Regions from separate parts of the Hordeum vulgare genome. Here region 2 is linked to region 1. The links are chromatin contacts, called in public Hi-C maps. All regions are on one chromosome and are shown on one strand. The core of a region is the stretch at or near the end of the contact, and the rest is flanking DNA. Distances in the headings are between cores, read along the strand shown. Region 1 holds the start of LOC123401130 (serine/threonine-protein kinase AFC1-like). Region 2 holds the start of LOC123402966.

Region 1 (3,358 bases), core at 371-2,870:
TGAGAGACAATGTCTTACTATGATGTACTAGTATTCACTCTAAAACTAAACATTCCAAACAAAGACAAAGGGAGGAGAAGCAAACCAACCTTCGCCCATCTTGCTAAGTATCCTATCTGCATTGACACACAGGAAAACAATGAGAGAGCTTAGAATTAACTCAAACTGACTCTTCTGGAGGCAGTGAAACAGAGATGTTAAGTAAAGCTAGAAGGCATGAAGTTATTGAGCGGTTAGCACATATCTACAAGAGATGACCATGGCACATGGAAAACTTGCTACAAGCCAGGAAAAGAGTTTCAGAGAAACATTGGCATGGTTTAGTGGGAGTATTTGATGACTGATAAACCGGGAAATAATCATGCAAAGCAAGAATAACAAAGATGAAAGACTCATGCCCATATTTAACATTAACATTCAATATTGCAGGCACTTCACCACTAGAAACGTCGCCTAAATAAAGCAGCTAAAGGAAGTTAAATGTGTCAAGAAAACAAGTATCCAGTTCAAGCAAAAATAATAATAATAATAAATAACTAAAAGATTGAGCTGTGGGAAAGTACATCTTGGCGTAAGGTTCTCGCCGAGTGTGAAAACATAGTGTCCATCCTTGTCATCCGGCCTCCAAGGTGGCGAAAGATTCCGTGGTGGTCCAGCATAATAAATTGGTGGTGGCGGCAGGAAAGCAGTAGTGAAATTACCATTGATTAGTTCCTGCCCACAATATAGCATCGGGATTGCCTACAAAAGCCAGCAGTGATATTCTTAGTAACGACAAAAAACTCAACCGATCATGAGCATAGAAGAATTTAATTGAACAGAAACGGCCGAATGCCCGCCCGGCGATTTGCAGCACAATGACCACACACCGCCTGGCATTCTTTAAATTCACTGTCCAGTAGAGCAGCTCATCGAGCAACGCTTACGAGTTCTTCCAAAAGGTGGGACATTTGTTAATCGACGGTTATACGATAATTATTAACAGGTTTTATCTGCCAGCCCCATAAATTGTGCAACACAGAGGTTGCGCAGTCCTCCATCCCCACTTTCTATCCAAAATTTGTCTACGCACCACCAACTTGTTCTCAGCTTATTCCACTAATTCGCAGAATCCCACCGATTATCCGCAACAACCACGTGGCAGAGCCACCATACCACCAGCCCCCGCGCCTGGATCGAGCCGTCCCGCCCAAACGTGGCGAAACCAGGACTGGATCTAGCCCAAAAACCAACACCTAACAAGGCGCTCCGAAGCGGATCGAGGCGGGAACGGGGAGCACGATACCTTGGGAGGCGGGAAGAGCTGCGGCGCGGCATCCCAGGCGAGGCGGGGCCGCTTGCGCGGCCGGTTGTCGGCGGCCTGGTGCGGGTACTCGGGGAGCCACTGCGCCTCCATCGCCAGCGGGCTCGGGGCAGTCAATTACACCATGGGCGGGGCCAATTCGGCGGGGGATTCCGGCGCGCAGGGGAGGAATCGGGCGTCGATCTGGGGAATCCCGTGCGAGGGGAATGGAGGGGGGGGGGGGGGGGGGGGAGCTCGAGGAAGAGGATGATAGTGGTTTGGTTTCGCCGTTGGGCGTACGCGGAACCCTGGTTTGGTCTGTATCGTGCGGGGAAGGTATGGCTAACTAACTATGGTTAAGCTCGTTTTTAGGCTCCGTCGCGCCGAAGAAGCGCGTTTGGTCCGTTGGATATTCTTCCCTGTGGCCTGTGGGCTGATCGGCGCCTCTCTTTCCTCTGCTACTCGTCGTAAAAATATCTTGGCCCGTTGGACTCGTTTGTGAGGTGCTTCTGTGATTTCGCGTCAAAATGTTTCGAATCCAAGCTGTCTTCCCAGCGGCAGTTGGATGGGAAATGGTTTCAGCTTTCGATGAACACACTGCATAGACATGTTCTTTTCAGATTAGCGAATCATCTGTCATGGCGCATGATAGTTTTTCAGATCTTGCAATCAATGATTAGGTGTTCATGATGATAACATGGCTTATATGTGGCTATCACAAAGTTTGCCTTCTTTTGAAATATTTATAGCAAATATCAAACGAGCAATGGTATCCAGTTTGGATCGGGAGGAAAATAGCTTTTTGGCATGGGTGTGTCATTGTATATCGTGAGTTGTAACCTTGGTACATCACCGATTGCCATTGGGGGTCTACCATAATGACTAGTGTCGAGCTCTTTATGTATTGACTGAGTTGTGTGGTGGCTGATATGTAAAGTACCACATACCTTTGATGATTGAAACTACGGGTAACAAAAAAAATTAGTTTAAACATCAAGATGAAAGACGCAACTTTCCCTTTTGAGTCGCGATCACCAAAACGGCTAAAGTGTTCCCTCTTGTCCATGCATTAATCTCTCTTATCGCCCATTTGGATCATCTTGGATGGCTTCATTTTGGAACATACCTTTGATGATTGAAACTAAGGGTAACAAAAAAAAAGTTTAAACATCAAGATGAAAAACGCAGCTTTACCTTTTGAGTCGCGATCACCAAAACGGCTAAAGTGTTTCCTCTTGTCCATGCATTAATCTCTCTTATCTTATCGCCCCTTTGGATCATCTTGGATGGCTTCATTTTGGGGTGAAATTGTTGCGCTCTATGCATCCATTTGCATCGTCCTGAAGGCCTCATTTTGAGACGACATCACAAACACATGTGTGGTGCATCATATTGAAGAAGTTTCAGGAGCGGTCTGGTACGAGTGTGTTCGCATATTCTCAACGGAGCTATATGGTGAAGCTAGCATGCATGTTGTGGCTACTTTTCCGAGGTCAGGTAACTAGGGTCGTGTGGTCGACAAAACATAGGGTAATGAATCTTTCATCTTTTCGTTCTAACCTCTCAGGTGTATACCTCAAGATGATATTTGTTGGTTAGGTTAGATTTGGCAACTATGTTCGTGTGCACCATCCCGTTCTTGATAATCTTGTACTTATACTCATAATTATATACTATTCACTACATATTGTTGGAATTATGCCCTAGAGGCAATAATAAATATAGTTATTATTATAATTCCTGTATCAAGATAATAGTTTATTATCCATGCTATAATTGTATTGAATGAAGACTCATTTACATGTGTGGATACATAGACAAAACACTGTCCCTAGCATGCCTCTAGTTGGCTAGCCAGTTGGTCAATGATAGTCAGTGTCTTCTGATTATGAACAAGGTGTTGTTGCTTGATAACTGGATCACGTCATTGGGAGAATCACGTGATGGACTAGACCCAAACTAATAGACGTAGCATGTTGATCGTGTCATTTTGTTGCTACTGTTTTCTGCGTGTCAAGTATTTATTCCTATGACCATGAGATCATATAACTCACTGACACCGGAGGAATGCTTTGT
Region 2 (3,673 bases), core at 306-2,805, 130 kb after region 1:
TAGATTTCTCAATGGTTTGAAGAACCATTAGATGAAATTGTAATGTTACTCATAAACGATGTTTTGGTTGATTCTAATGAATAAAGCTCATGTTTACTTCAAAGAAAGATATATATGGTGTACTAGAATAATCGTATACTACAAATCAATATGCGGTGGTAAACAAAGAGGACTAGCAATAGAATACATGTGCGTTGCTATGGGCTACAATGCATGCAAATAAATCAGATAGATGACTAAGTTAGTTTTTAAGCTTGAAACTCATTTTTTTCTCATACATTCGGACATGTTTCGACATTAGAGGTGCGCCCAATAGGCTTCCAAAAATCAGTTGTGTGGATAGTCCGAGCTCCGCCAAATCCAGTCCATATGTGGAGGGAAATATGGTTGTCCAAACTATCCACAATCTTATCTCCAACGTGTGATCCCAACACAAAAATCCACCCCACGACACACCCTTCTCTTTTTCTATCGGACCCTCACCTTCCCGCTTAGTTTTTCATTAGATCCCTCTCCTTTAAAACACAATGACGCCCACCCCACCTTCACCATGGAGTCTTCTCACCTTCACACTATAATTCCCCAAGAACCGTCAAGGAGGAGTCCCCGACCAACAACCCGCTCTCCATCTTGACACCCCCATGCCCACGCTCATGTCAATCCACCATTGCCATCAAGGGCGAGGAGGAGTGCAACACTCGTGACGCCCCTGAGCAAAGAAGGCTGATCCGATCCCATAAGCCATTACCACGTTGTAACATATATTCCCCGTGTTCCTAAATATAAGTCTTTTTAAAGATTCCATTATGGAGTACATACACATGTATATACACATATTTTAGAGTGTAAATTCACTCATTTTGCTTTGTATATAGTCTGTCCAACGTAGTAAATCTTAAAAAAGACTTATATTTAGAAACATACTTACATTTAATAGGAAAAAGGAATTAAAACTTGATTGTTGAGGCAAAAAGCACATGCTCATATTATAGCCTTGCCCACACATACATGGCCAGACCATATATATTTTCATTCACAAAAAGAAAAGACCACATATAATTTAATATTAGCAAACTGATTGGTGTTGCCTCTTTACTAAAACTACAATTCATATGGTTGGTATTTCATAACGACCTTTTATTCATATTTATCTCTACATCAATATTCCAAAGTACCAACCTTTATATGTTGGAGCTCACAATACACCATGACATCATAATGGCGACATGCACCCGTTGGTACAAGTGTACATTACTCACACATTATCTGTCCAAAGCAACCCCGACACACGAATCGTCAAGATTGCTATAGACTTTTGATGGCATGCCCGCCGGCAATGCATTATTGGTTTGCACACATATTGTGTGTCGGTATAAGTTCTTTGTTGTTACATTACTTGTCGTTGTTTCTTCGCGAAAGAAAAAGTGTCGATGAAAGTTTGGACCTATCCCACTTATTTCGAGCCACGTGGGACTGCTTGCGCGCGAGAGACACAAAAACTCTAAATTTTGGCCCATGTTATCTCTTTCTCCACCTAACCGCCACCCCCATCTTATCTCCTTTCTCTTTCTCCCACACCACACACATTCCCACCACCGTCGCCTCCTGACCTGTCAGGCGATTTGCTTGGCACCGCCGCTTCTCCCTCCACTGATGACACCTCCCAATGACTCCTAGCATGTGGTGCTTACCCACGATCCAAGCCCAAGGGCCGCATAAAGATAAGACAAGATAAGAGGGAGGGAGATGCACCTCGAGGAGAGCAGGTCAGGTGACAGCCATGGCGCGCCCATATCCACCAGTGTCGTCGTCGTCAAGCTCCTCTTATCCCATTGCCTGAACCACCCCTGTCTCCATCTCCACAACTGCACACCGGATGTTCCTTCCATGGAAGGTCCCCTTCGCCCCTCTATTCCCCTGAACTGTTGGTTAGTTTTGATTCAACCACTCTCCTCCCCGATGTGTTATTCTCATGCACGCAGGTGATGTATGTGCTTGCTTCTTCCCTTCCCGGGACGCCATTACTCCAACGCCATGGAAAAATGTAAGATTTTATCATCTATACCCTTTAATGTGTCTCCTTCATCTGGCCTAAATTTGCTTACTGCACCAAAGTTGCCGCCGAGATTCTTATTATCTTGTTGCGACTTTGAATTGTGAAAAGATCTAGAAACTGATGGTTGCTTGGATTTTATTTTGTTGCTGCCCTATATTTAACTCATTACATAATTTTCTTGGTATGCATCTTCTTTTCAACAATTGTCTCTTAAACGTCATGTTCAACAATATGTGTTATTCACATCAGAAAATATGGCGAGAACAATAGGGTGAAGCAAGCTCATCCAATGATGAACAATAGCGGCTCTCAAATATTGTTAAATGCGAGAGGAAGGTGAGAGGTCATAACTAAAAAGGATTTTTTTTGTTGGAAGGGAATTGCTTGTTCAGTGATGTGTGTGGTATGATGTTTGGTTCAAAAATATAAAGGGCTAGAATGAGAAGAACAGTCATCTGTGTGAAGTACTCCCTCCGTAAACTAATATAAGATTGTTTAGATCAGCATGAACTAAAGTCTATTGTTTCTCTTGTGGGTAGCCTTTGCATTTTTATTGTCATGTTTCATGCATCATAGCTTGTGTATGTAAGCATATAACTATACACATATACACTAGTTTGTAATGTCACTATAAATAGATGATTCATAAAACTACCAGAGAGCTTGCATCAGACCATCAAATTGTAAGGAGGATAATCTACTACTTTAGCCATTTACATGATAGCTTGCTTCTATGTGTAGTGTGTAATATGAAGAAACCACGTGTAGTTTGATTGAGTGTCATTCTTCACCATTTGATGATTTGTAACCACATTGCACTATGCAGGTTTCAGGGGCTGAAAAGGCCAAGGGAAAACATTCTGGATTAAACCTATATTCAAAGCAATGGGTATTGAGCAATATTCAAAGCAATGGGTATTAAATGCAATGGGTATTAAACCTATATTCATTAGAAATGGGTATTAAAAGCAATGGGTATTAAACCTATATTCAAAGAAATGTTTGCTGGATAACTCGAATTTAAAAGAGAAGGTCAAGAAACACGAGAGCTATTTAATGTTTTATACTTGTTGTTTACTTTGCCGTTTGTTTATGTTTCTAGATTACTGTCAAGGTGTAGCTTATTTAGTTCATATAAACCATTCCAGACCCTTATACAGTTGTTTTAGGTCTAATATTTCAAAACATTTCTAAGCCATTAAAGTTATCATTGATTTACACGGCACAAAACATATGAAAATTATCTTTCATTTCCCAGAAGTTTGGCCTCAAGCCTACGACTAATTGATGGATAAGCACCGCTAGTGTTCAGACTAAAAACAAAGATCAGTGCTAGATCCATGCTATAGCAATCTAACTAAGCAAGTTTCACAAGGACGTGTTGGTTCTGAACCATGATAGTTCAGAGTTATTTGTTTAGTTAAAACTCTAGATAACCTTGAACGATGTAGATGGTTTCCATTATAATTCTACATACTTTCCCCTGTTGTATTCCTCACCCTTGTTTAACACTACTTTATTTTTTATGAACATATGGAAACACTAATGTAACATGTAAACTCTCATGAATTTGTACGTGCTTGTTTGTAAGAACTTGAATGTTGGGTTGATGCTTTA

Evidence for each region. Hi-C and Micro-C count contacts between places; a contact is called where the count stands out from the background.
Region 2: a contact with region 1 is called in a Hi-C map of seedling, with 4 times the contacts expected there. The contact joins the promoter of LOC123402966 here to the promoter of LOC123401130 in region 1. A contact is called at or near these places in 1 of 6 Hi-C or Micro-C datasets (seedling) and 1 of 1 datasets of contacts at active chromatin or transcription factors (embryo).

What each region holds. Positions count from the first base shown.
Region 1 is chr6H:403,415,584-403,418,941 of MorexV3_pseudomolecules_assembly, forward strand. LOC123401130 (serine/threonine-protein kinase AFC1-like) reads right to left here and starts at 1,621. Exons shown (of 12, transcript XM_045094856.1): 1 at 1,286-1,621; 2 at 564-741; 3 at 90-116. The coding sequence starts at 1,396.
Region 2 is chr6H:403,550,506-403,554,178 of MorexV3_pseudomolecules_assembly, forward strand. LOC123402966 reads left to right here and starts at 1,556. Exons shown (of 4, transcript XR_006611377.1): 1 at 1,556-2,044; 2 at 2,306-2,392; 3 at 2,883-2,945.